3 separate regions of the Hordeum vulgare genome follow, and all the other regions are linked to region 3. Evidence: chromatin contacts called from public Hi-C data. All regions are on one chromosome and are shown on one strand. Each heading gives the region's core, a stretch centred on a gene start, on an enhancer-like site or on the middle of the called end of the contact. The rest is flanking DNA. Distances are from core to core; before and after follow the strand shown.

Region 1 (3,944 bases), core at 953-3,452, 150 kb before region 3:
AGGTTCATGTGCATAATTTGAATACCTCGTAAGTAAGTGCATCAGCCAATCCCTGTATCCGGTCAATGCGCACACTTTTCCCAAATAACCTGGAGAAAGTTGGGTCACCATGGCGAGATTCCAGAGCCACAGTTATGCTGCAACCATCCTCCCCGAGATTATAAAGAAAGCCTTGCATGCAAGAAGTGGCTCCCTCACCACGGCTATTACATGTTCTCACACAAACCATGTCCCCAGGTGACAGTGTAGTTGGAGGCAGCTTGTGTTCACCTTCAATTCTGAATAGAACCAAATGCAAGCCTCCCAATCCTACATGCAGGGATAACAGAAAACAGTGTCTTGCTCAATTTTCCAAAGTAACTGAAGACAAAATCTTAACATACGGAAAAAAGAAAGTAGCCAAGTTTAGCTCTCTCACCAGTTGAGCTGCTGATGACACTCAAGTTGCAAATGGTGTCACACTGCTCCTGCTGAGCCTGCCCATGGGTCACCAAGTACTCAACTGGCTTGGATGGCTTGGAATTGTTGTCAAGCATAGTTGTGGCATTCAGCTCCTCCTGTGTAAACTCCAGCTCCGCGTCTCGCTCGATGCGTAGCAGGTCTGACATATGCCTCACAAAGTCTTCAATCCTATCCTGCATCAGCCTTACCTTCTTGAGGCTTATGCCGATGCTACTGTGAACCGCTTTAGTTCGTGGTGTCGTCCTGCGCACAGCTGCCCGGTGATGAGTAGAATTGGCCATTTCCTTCAACAGCTTCCATGTCTGCGTGGAGCGCCAGTCGTAGATGAGCCCCTGGTTCTGGTAACTCAGCAGGACACCACGGAGCTCACGCTGGAAATGGTCGAAAAGGGTGGGGTAGTGTGTACAGGCCTTGAAGCAGAGTGCCTCCAGACCCTTGGGCATGGGGACGGGTGAGAGATAAGGCTGTGCCTGGATCACAAACCCAAGCTGGCCTTCTGCTGATCCCCAATTCAGGGTCAATGCCGCTGTGGTGAGGTCCGCCATCTCACCCTGAAGCTCGGCCGAAGCGAATTTGGATGCCATGGATTGCATCCCCTGCCTTAGCCACTCCACAACACACCGGCCAAGCTCCTTCCGGCCTAGTGGATCGCCGTTCTCATACAGCGTCCCTACCCTTATGGACGCCTCCTCCACCGACGGCACGCAGCCGCCTTGTTCTTGCCCTCCCTCGACCGTCCTCCTCTGCCTCCTCCTCCTAGTCCTGCCATTGCCACCGGCAGGTCGAGGCGCACCTTTGCTGGGACCCAATGGCGCAACACGTACACTCCTTTGCCTGGAAGAAGAAGAGGCATCCTGCGACCGTGCCGGCGACGGCGTGGACGCAGACGAAGGAGCAGCAGCAACGAACGTGACCCTTCTCCTGCTGGGGAGCTTCTTCGCAGCGCCAGAAGAAAACAGGAACCTAGAGGAAAAGAGATCAAGAGACATGCCGTCGCTCCACGGTCACGGCTGCCGGCGGAGGCTGCGGCGCGGGGCAGCGGGAGGGGAGCGGGAAGGGAGCGAGGTGCTGACCGGTGACTCGGCTCAGCCTCGGCGGGTGAAATCCTCCCTGGCCCTGGGTCAAGAGGAGGAGACGGCCGGTGGAGAGTGGATGACTGGTGGCGCAGGGCGCGGCTGCGTTAGCACCGCAGGCAAGTAAAGTGCCGTCCCCGGCTCTGGCTTCGCGCGGCTGGCGCCCACGTCGTCTCCGCCCAGTTTCCATGGTCCCGAAAGCCCCTGACAGCGCCCATCGGATCGGCTCCGGCTTCGCGCTTGCTGTCCAACCAACGCATGGCGCGCGATCCCGCTGTCCACGCAGGCGCCGGCGCGTCCAGACGCGATGCAGATGCAGATTCACCGGTCCGGCGGGGCTGATTCTGTTCAACCAAAATCAGGGTGGGGGGAAGCGTCCGTGGATCCTGATGGACCACAATAAAATGAGACAAAGAATGGCGGCCAGCTTTCTCCCCGCGGGCGGACTGGCTGGCTGGCTGGCTGGCTGGCAGGCATTAGAGCGAACACCTTACCGGCGTCACGGTCGGGGTGGGGACAGCAGGCGGAACATTCCGCGCTGGCGCTGCTCTGGACTTTGGACTTGGGGCAATGACACGTTTGCGAGGCTGCTGCGCCGCTCAAGGGCGCTCTTGGGAGGCGGGAGGCGGTGGCCGGCTGCTGCCGCGCCGCGCCGCGCTACGTGAGTTGGCCGTGCACGAATGGTTCGGCGCCGTGCGCGAGGCAGGAGCTTAGAGCATGGTTAATATTATAGCCACCTGCTGACTATAAACCATCTTATAGTCTATTTTATAGCTAGCCCGTATAATAGTTAGCTATAAAAGAGTACTATTTTTATCATATATGGTCCATCATTCATTCTCACGAAGCACTCTCCTCTTCTCTCTCATCTAACTCATTAAAAATATAGTATTTTAATCCTTACAGCCTGCTGACTGTACCTTATTGTACTTGCTCTTAGAGCAACCATTGGATCGATCCATTTCGTCCGCTGCCGTTGGTTTGGGTCGGCGTGGGCACAAAAGTCGGCCCGACGCGCCGACCCAAACAGACGCGCGTTTGTTTGACGTCCGCCTGACGACCCATTCCCGACCCAATTTTAAACCGGATTTGTGTCGGCGCGGACATGTGACGGACGCGCGCCTACTCTTCTTTCCGGCTCCGCCGGTCGGTGGCATCCACCACCATTTTCCTTCATTCCCCCCCCCCAAAAAAAACCTCCCGCCCGCGTGCTCCCGCCCCACGCCCGTCATGGACGACGACCTCGACGCCGCCGCCGGCCTCGCCTCCGTCGCCTCGTCCGACAAAGGCAAGCCTCGCGTTCCCTGGAAGGCCGCACCGCGCTACGTGAGTTAGCCGTGCACGAATGGTTCGGCGCCGTGCACGAGGCAGGAGCTCAGGGCAACTCCAACTCACGAGTAACAGAGCCACGACCCCAAATCGCGTCCGTTTGTAAACGGACATAATAAACAGCGGGCCAACGCACCTAAGCGAACACAAAAATGTCCGTTTTTATTCGCTTTCGATTCATTCCTGATTTAAGTTTGAACTGCGTTGCAGCCAAACGGACTTGCGTTGACCACCGCGACACGTGTCATTGTTCGCCCATAGCCCGCCTCTTGGTGACACATCCGTCTTTTTTCCATTTTCCTTCCTCAAACTCCGGCCGCACACCTCGCTCCTCTCCCTTCTCGTCTCAGCCAGCTTCCATTGCGGTCGTGTAGGTGTCGAGCACGACCGACCGCACGTCCACGTTTTCTCCATACCACGAGCTGTCTAACCCCTTGCCCCACCTTCAACGCAACCGGTAGCCGTATTTGGAGCGGATCTAACCGGATTTGTGTGCGGCAGGCCACTGGAGGCCGAGGCGTGCCATGGACTGGCCGGGGCACCGGTCCACATAGCCCCGACAACGCCCCCAGGACGGATGCAGGTACTGAATCTACCTCTAGCCGCTCGGATCCACCCCATCGGCAGTTCGAGAAATACACCAACGGTCGTCGTCCGGGTTCGATGCTGGCCCAAATGCTCGTCGACGCCCCGATGCCGCTCATAAAGCGTGACGACTGTCCACTGAAGGGTGTGTGTCGCGTGTCTACAACGCCGGAACACACCGGATGGGTGTTTGTCAAGTGAAAAAATGATGGGATACGTGCTAGTTTAGCTTCGGTTGTGATTCCGGATTCGGGTTGTTTTGCTTACAATCAAATATTTATTGTGTAGGATGGATGCAACTTTTAGTTTTGGGAAGAAGAATATATCGATGCACTGATAGCACATAATTTAATAGATGTTCGTGCACTTCTTGCTAGAGTAGACACTAGAGATGAGATTAGATATGTGGAAGCAACATCAACTTCTTTAAACTCGAAGAAGAAAGAAACATTCAAGATCAAGACTCCGCATATCAACAACAAATGCATCAAAAAA
Region 2 (3,769 bases), core at 505-3,004, 200 kb before region 3:
CGAGCCCCACGCCCTCCATCGGGTTCATCTGGCCTGTGAGCACCCTGGCCGCCGTGACGGCGCCGCGCGCCATCCCGGCCAGGCCATGGAAGCCGGAGAAGACGTTGGGCAAGACCGGCTCGCCCGCGTCGCGCTCCACCAGGTACTTGTACGTCTGCACGTAGCGGGAGCAAAGGACGGGGTCGGAGCCGGGCGTCGTCGGGAGGAGCAGGGAGTGCAGCATGCCGTCGCCGTCGAAGAGGTGGTGCGGCCCGCGCGGGAGGTGCTGCGGGTTGGGACCGTTGCGGATGTAGGCGCCGCCGGCGAGGCAGCGCGGGATGACGCCGCGCACCACGGGGCAGGGCGTGGGCGGCAGCTCGTCCACGGGCGCGAAGTTGGCGGACAGCACGTGCCGCGGGTCCACCGACGGCCGCAGCACCGGCGGGTCGACGAACGTGTTGATCGCCTCCTCCAGCGCGTTGCAGAACGCCGCCTGCAGCGAGGTGGAAGGCCGGCGGCGAGGCCTGGACGACCGAGGCGCCTGCCGCGGCGCAGCGGACGCCCTGCTCGCTCTCGCGGTAGCCACCCTTGTACCGGTCGCATTGTTTACCGACCTGTCCACCAGGTGCTCTTCCGTCTCTTGTTGCTCGACCGGCTTGGGCGGCGAGGTGAGCACGGTGGCGGTGGCGGCAGCCGACGGCGGCGGAGGCGACGTGCTCTTCTTCCTTCTGTAGCTGGGGTTCGGTGCAGCAGCAGAAGACGCGGCAGGCGAGATGTAGGAGAGCCTCCTCGATCTCGGAGCATGGGCAGCATTGGCTTTGGCGGGGTAGAGGTCAGCCATGCTGAAGTTGGAGGTGACAAGTGCTCCCTCCATTTTCTGCAGTCTGGAGTCTGCAGATCAATGGTTCTTTGGATTACTAACAATTTTTGTGTTGGAACCCAGGTGAGTAGCAGCAAATGCCGACACCGGTTCGCACACTACTGCCTTTTGCTGCTTGTATGGCATGGGTATATATAGCCTTGGTAAAAGGCAAACTTACCCGGTGGAGATGTTTATTTGGTGAAAATTCAAAGATCACGTGGACCGTTGGATCGCAAGCGACGGCACAATCTGAGAGGATGAAAAGTTGCCCTAGGGTGTTTGGTTTGTGCACAAGTTTACCTGTATTTTGGTTTCTTTTTTCAGGGATTGTTTGCCCATAAGTTGGTCAACATTGACTAGCAAAATGAACTAGAGCTGCCAATGGAGAATTGGCATGCAAAAATTTAGCAATCATCAAACAAGGGTCCGCGGCGGGAACTCTGGTGTTCATGGTTCTTTTTGTCTGAATATATCTACTTATCTAGAGATTCATCAAATTGTGCCAAAACTTCGGATATTGAGGGAGTCTATCAGTCTAACCACAACAAGTATCATGCTTTTTGTGGCCCTAAATATAAATATTTGGAGGGTTAGTGGGATGACTGAAATGGTGAACCCTGCTACACTGCCAACTTTTATGTTCTCACCAAATGGACAACTACATACAGTATGGTCTAGAATCCTACAAACTGGTGGCTGGATCATGTATGGAGAAGAAGTGCCAAGGTTTTCAAGTGGCTAGCTTGGAAAGGGCGCATTCACACAATTTCGTTTGCAGCGCTAGGCAAGTGTCCAGTACAGGCAGCTATAAAAGGACATGCTTTGGATAGATTAGACATGATCAACATTAATTTTCACTACTTATCATTTGGCTGTGGCCTGTGGGTTGTACAAAACTTGGTCCCTGCACAGTGATGCGTGTGAAATCTTACCAAATTACACTTTGCATGCATGGCGTATCTGTGGCTATCTAGTTACTACTTCCTCCGATTTTAAATATAATTTTTTAAAAGGTTTCATTAAGAGACTACATACGGATGTATATATATATTTTTTTTAAATGTAGATTTATTCATTTTAATCCGTATGTAGTCTTCTAGTGAAATCTCTAAAAAGATTTACTCCCTCCGTAACTAAATATCTAGTTATCCTCAATCACAATTATTTAGGTATGAAAGTAGTATTTCATCCATTCCTAAATACTCCCTTTATATCTAAATAATTGTAGTTTGAGAAAACTGATAGTTCTTTCCAACTATAATTATTTAGATACACAAGAAGTCTTTTTAAAATTTTATTATAAGACTATATACAAATGCATATAGACATACTTTAAAATGTAGATTCATTTATTTTACTTAGTGGTAGTCCTCTAATAATTTTTTTAAAAACTTATATTTAAAAAGAGAGGGCGTATATTTTAGTGCCTATTGGTTGGTTGGATCCATGGAGAGCATCCAGCCATACACCTGTGTGAAACTGAGCAGCGCAGTTATCCATAACATGATTGGGCGAGACAGGATAAACCGTTACAATCTTTTCTTCCAGATTATTATCAATCTACTGTTTGATGCGGACTGACGGGACCCACGGTCCATATCAGCCATTAATCCTCGGCACCTGCTACCACTCGCTCGTCCATCCACTTGCTCCCCGGTCGGCGGTCGCCATCCTTCTTCCCGTTTCCACCTTCCACGGAATATCATGCACAACTTCTCAGGCCGCATCTCAGCAATATCTGAGCGATGATCCATGGAGGTAGTACCGTAGTAGTGTTGGTACAACTTGCAAGCAAGTTCTATACCAGCTTAGCGCTAAGAGCGGACGTTTGGAGCTCGGCCTTTATGGAGACCGAAATTTTTTAATAATTCAAAATTTAAATTTTTCAGTTTAAAAAAACCTGAAAAAAAATATGCAAGTAAAGAAGGATGTTATGTGCACGTGTGTAAAAATTTAGGATGAAATACCTTAAGATATGGTCTGCACAAAAAAGACAAATGCATGGCCTGAAACGATAAATAGTGTCATGTATAAAAAACCTTAGATTTGTCTTTTTTACACAGCCCTCATTTCAATATTTTTTTTTTGAAAATTTACACACATGTGTTACGCCTTCACTTATCCCTATATTTTTTTTCAAAATTTCTAAAATGTAAAAATATGATTTTTTATGAAATTTGAATTTCAAATTTAAAGGCCTTCATGGAGCTCGGCCACCAAACGCAATTTCCGTTTAGCACTTCACTTTTCTCTCAAGAGAGCAGACGAAACGGGAGCAATCTATACAATACATACCAGCTTGTTCATAGACGAACGCGTGCACGCATAGGCAGTTCAGCACCAACATGCGGCATGAGTCTCCGAGGATTCAGAGTCCCACTATATATGTCCTTGTTTTTTTTTGTTTCGAATGAAGGAATAATTAGCAGCAATCTCGTCCGATGCAACCAATCAGTATCATCACAGAGAGAGACCAAATCTGAAGCCACAAGCAACCGCTCTCGTCTGACGCAACAAATCAGTATCATGTCTTGAACGATCAGAGTGTGCGTGCTCCTCCAGTCCAGAAATAATGCGGTCGGCCGGCACTGATCGATCGAGGCCCATTTTAAGCGCTTTAAATCAGACTGGTTGAAGCCGGAGGAGGGCCACAAAAAGAAAAGAAAGGAGGCTTCGAGGTCGATAGGCAACTGTGGCGAGTCTGATCGCATCTCAAGGGAGTGGTGGCGAGGATGGCATGGCCGTGGCCCGGGGGGCAACGTCGGCGTCGTCGTCTCCCTCACGGACCAGCGGGAGATCAAATGGACGGGTCGCTCCCGGGTTGCCATTGCTTCCACACAACCCCTCACGACCCTACCATTTTAAGCGCACCGGAGCTCACATCGGAGCACGTAATATCGTGAATCCGGACGGGATTAACTGGCTGTG
Region 3 (3,961 bases), core at 86-2,585:
TTTGTGCCTTGACAAGATGGGAAAAGGGAGTAGATGAAGGGATAAGTTTATTACCCATGTTGCGAGTTATATACCATGGTTAAACGGGAAGGTTTGAGTATCCAACCTTTAATCCGCTCGTTTTCCAAGCACTTAAGGAACGCGAATCGAGGAAGCCTTAATGATGCGGCCAAAAGTGGTTGGGTGGGTCCCAACTCTGACATGGCCTCCCTCACCACGACTTGTGGAAAGTGTTGATTATAAATCATCGGACTATCCGAGGAGTGTGGATGCTGGGGCCCTTACAAAAATGCTGAAGATAACCAATGAGGACCTTGGATTCTGATAATGAAGAGGAAACTCGCCTACCAAGCCGAAGACCACGAGAAGGAGAAGTTGTTTCGAGGAGGGCGCCAATGTCCTCGACTCTGAAGACTAGTTCACGGGCTAGTGACGATGTCCTTGATTAGGGGGGTGCACACCATCTCGGCATGTTATTTGTGGGTCGGAGTGATGACCCATCAACTGCTGATGGAAGGACTCTGAAAGTTGTGGCCCTCGGCGTACCTACTATGGAAACCTTTGAAGACTTGATGTGTACTTCAAGACCTGTTTTGATGTTCGGGATGTTCATCCTCAGCTTGTAATCGATCATATGTAAACCCCAGATTCCTCGGGTGCCTAGCCAAGGGGTTTTAGTCTTAGAGACACGCATGCAAGTTTAGAGCTTAGAACATGATCTCAAGGTAGACCCTCTATACGTTGTACCCCACCTACAATCAATACGATACAAGCAGTCCTAGGGTTTTTGCCTCTTTAAAAGGTCCCGAATGTGAGTAAATCTGTGTCTCCCTACTTGATGTTTACCATCGTTCTCCAATCGTCAGCTCGGGACCCCATACTCAAGATCTGCCAATTTTAATCCACGCAACTTGGAGTTTGTCTAAAAGAGAGTTGGAGAGTCTTTACAGACCGGTGTGAAGTCACCTATATGTAGCTTTTTTAGATTTTTTCTAAACATGTACAAACACAAGTGTTTATATACATGCGTACACACTCACCCATGTAAACGCACACATGTACATTATATCCCTATGATATTTTTCAGATTTATTATGTATTCCAATTGATGGACTTTCGCGACATTTTGGTTGCAGTACCGTCATGAGTATATTATGACTTGAAGCCCTAAATCTGGACATAGCACAACGCGTGCTTCTCTCCAACGCGAATGCCCACAAAAGCCCATCTCAGAAAAATAAGTGCCAACGCCCACATTCTCCACCAAAGAAACACGCATTGACAGCCCTAAAAATAGTTAAAACTAATAAACACGCATTGACTCAAGTTTATCTCGTCTTCTCACCAACCATCTCTCCAATCCTTTCACGGCCATTTCCTAATCCCACCGCTCCAAGACGCCAAGCAGGGCATCACGATCCATCCAAACCCGACCTCCCTGGAGAAATCCCCTCCCGTCAAAATCCTCCAATAGCCGAGATGCTCTCCCCCCACATTAGCGCCGACTCTCCCGCGCTCCCACGCTGGCGGTCAGCACAACCATGCTCCTGTCGCTGCCAGGTCCATGGCCGCGCGTCGAGCCCGTGCGCTTGAATCGTCTCCCGCACTGCAAAGGCCGGCTACTCTCGCTTCTCCGTAGCCGGCGGCTTGGCGTGTGCATGGCCGAGATGACCAGGGTCGGGAGCGGGTCGCCCCGGGAGGTTGGGGTTTCTGCTGGGGACGGGGAGGGGGATGCGATGCTGGGATGCGAGAAGTTGCCCGGTCCGAGGGCGGCGGCGGCGGCGACGGCGACGACCCGGTGGACGCACGTCGAGGTGGCGCTGAATCGTATGGTTAGTGCTCTTTGTTTCTATGAAGCTGTATATGTTCACATATGGTGTATGTTGATGCTTTTCGGAATCTCAAACTATATATCTTACGACTTAGCATGGGCCTTGCTTAATTATGGAGTGGTAATAGCTTCTAACCAATGCTGATGCCTTTCAAATGAGCTCTGATCATTGAAAGTTGGAACTATTACCAGTCTGAAAGGGATGAAGCTTTATTGGAAAAGAAACTGAAACGCCTGAATATTCTGATTTGCTCTCTGCAGAGAACATGCATTGCTTTAGTAGAGCATCATTGTAGCTTGTACTAGGGGTGTCTAATTGCAATAATATCTGCCAAGCTCAGCTGTTTTCGTATTATCGTTAATTATGAACAGATTTTTATATACAGATTTAGTTTGTTTAGCTGTAGAGTATCTTAGTTATCTAATGCCTGATTTATACTACTGTGTCTGATTATTAGTTTATGAAAGAGGAACTTGGATGCTCCAGACTAAGCTTCCTACTTAGATGTGATTAAACATTATGGTTGAAATTACCCTTAAATGCACGTAAAGGTTAACTGTGTGCTGTTTACTTGGAATTCTGGATCCATGTCTAACTGCAATATATGTAGCGAGCTCGCCTGTTTCCTGCAGACATTATTTATGAACCCTTTTTTGTGTACACATTTACTTTGCTTGTAAAATGTAGACTATCTTTGTTATCTAATGCCTGATTAGTACAACTGTATCTGATAAGTTTTTCTGAGAGGAACTTAGAATATTAACTATCTGCTATTCACCTTCGATAACCTTGTACCTTGTATGCCAGAGTAAATGGCTGGTGTCTGCTTCTTTTGCTTTTGCGGCTCTTTGGAAGCATGATGGTGAAATTATGTGGGCTTTGATGGGTGCAGTTGCAAACACTGTGCTTTCATCAGTTCTTAAAAAACTGCTCAACCATGAAAGACCAGCGCCAGCTTTGCGGTCTGATCCTGGGATGCCATCATCCCATGCCCAATCCATTTTCTATGCTGCAACATTTCTAGTTCTTTCAGGTAAGCTTTTCTAGATTCATCCAAACATCATACCATTTTTCAGTATATACTCCTGGCAACATCGAAAGCATAAATTCTGACAGGACATCTGTCCTAATTCATTTTAATCATGGCATACATTATGTTGGTAACTATATGTTCTTCTCATTTTTTGCTGCACAGCTTTTCTACTCTACTCCCTCCGTCCCATAATATAACATCTTATATTATGGGACGGAGGCAGTTGTAAACAGAATGAATTGAGACTAAACTAGAAATAATATGCCTATTTTGTGCTGAACAAAGATATTAGATGCTTATATCAGTTAAAAGTTGTAACAATGCCTCCATGGACGTTAGCAATCAGATGTCCACCTGTTCAATGAAAGGGAATGTGTGACTTATCTTATGTGGCTCGTTTTGCAACGCAGTGTTCTATTGGCTTGGACCAAATTATCTGGCAATGATTATTGGGGCTACAACTATAGCATCAGCCTCCTATCTAGTAAGAATTTCTACTTGGTAGACTCTTTCATCTTTAATCGTCTAAATTGCAGGACCATACTCTTGGGTTACAATCTTTGCATTCTTTAGAGCATCCTAATCTTAACCTCCTTATGTGCGTGCAGTCGTGGCTACGGGTGTCGCAGCGTCTTCACACAGTGAACCAGATTCTCGTGGGCGCTACTGTGGGATCGGCCTTCAGTGCTATGTGGTTTGCGCTCTGGCATCTGCTAGTGCGGGAAGCATTTGCCTCCTCGTTGTGGGTCCAAATTCCAGTCGTCCTTGGTTCAGTAGTGTTCTGTGTTGCCTTCGTCGTCTACATCATTCAGCACTGGCTTAAGGATGAGTAATGATACAGATAACGACAACAGGTTAATGGACGCTGAAACAATCGGGAACAGAAGGTTTTATCCGCACTCTCTGGGAATTACACGCAGAAAGGAGCTCGCATGATGGTTCACTGGACGGAACAGAAAGCAATTTTGATTTACTACTGTATATCATTGATCCGTGTAACAAACAATTGGCGCTTGCCTGCTCGGATCGTTCATTCATCCTTCCCTTTTTGCGGATACAGTTGATGCTGATGCAATTCTAGATGTAAGTCATGTAA

What was found. Hi-C and Micro-C count contacts between places; a contact is called where the count stands out from the background.
Region 1: a Hi-C map of seedling shows a contact between it and region 3, with 4 times the contacts expected there. The contact joins the promoter of LOC123401617 here to the promoter of LOC123403731 in region 3. A contact is called at or near these places in 4 of 6 Hi-C or Micro-C datasets (leaf and seedling) and 1 of 1 datasets of contacts at active chromatin or transcription factors (embryo).
Region 2: a contact with region 3 is called in a Hi-C map of seedling, with 5 times the contacts expected there. The contact joins the promoter of LOC123401792 here to the promoter of LOC123403731 in region 3. A contact is called at or near these places in 3 of 6 Hi-C or Micro-C datasets (leaf and seedling) and 1 of 1 datasets of contacts at active chromatin or transcription factors (embryo).

Annotation. Positions count from the first base shown.
Region 1 is chr6H:463,060,338-463,064,281 of MorexV3_pseudomolecules_assembly, forward strand. It overlaps LOC123401617 (DNA-binding protein SMUBP-2-like), which reads right to left and starts at 2,203. Exons shown (of 7, transcript XM_045095453.1): 1 at 2,030-2,203; 2 at 419-1,921; 3 at 26-309. The coding sequence starts at 1,451.
Region 2 is chr6H:463,012,459-463,016,227 of MorexV3_pseudomolecules_assembly, forward strand. It overlaps LOC123401792 (9-cis-epoxycarotenoid dioxygenase NCED1, chloroplastic-like), which reads right to left and starts at 1,755. Exons shown (of 1, transcript XM_045095641.1): 1 at 1-1,755. The coding sequence starts at 853.
Region 3 is chr6H:463,209,110-463,213,070 of MorexV3_pseudomolecules_assembly, forward strand. It overlaps LOC123403731 (lipid phosphate phosphatase epsilon 1, chloroplastic-like), which reads left to right and starts at 1,336. Exons shown (of 4, transcript XM_045097644.1): 1 at 1,336-1,832; 2 at 2,640-2,865; 3 at 3,276-3,349; 4 at 3,474-3,961. The coding sequence starts at 1,542. The coding sequence ends at 3,698.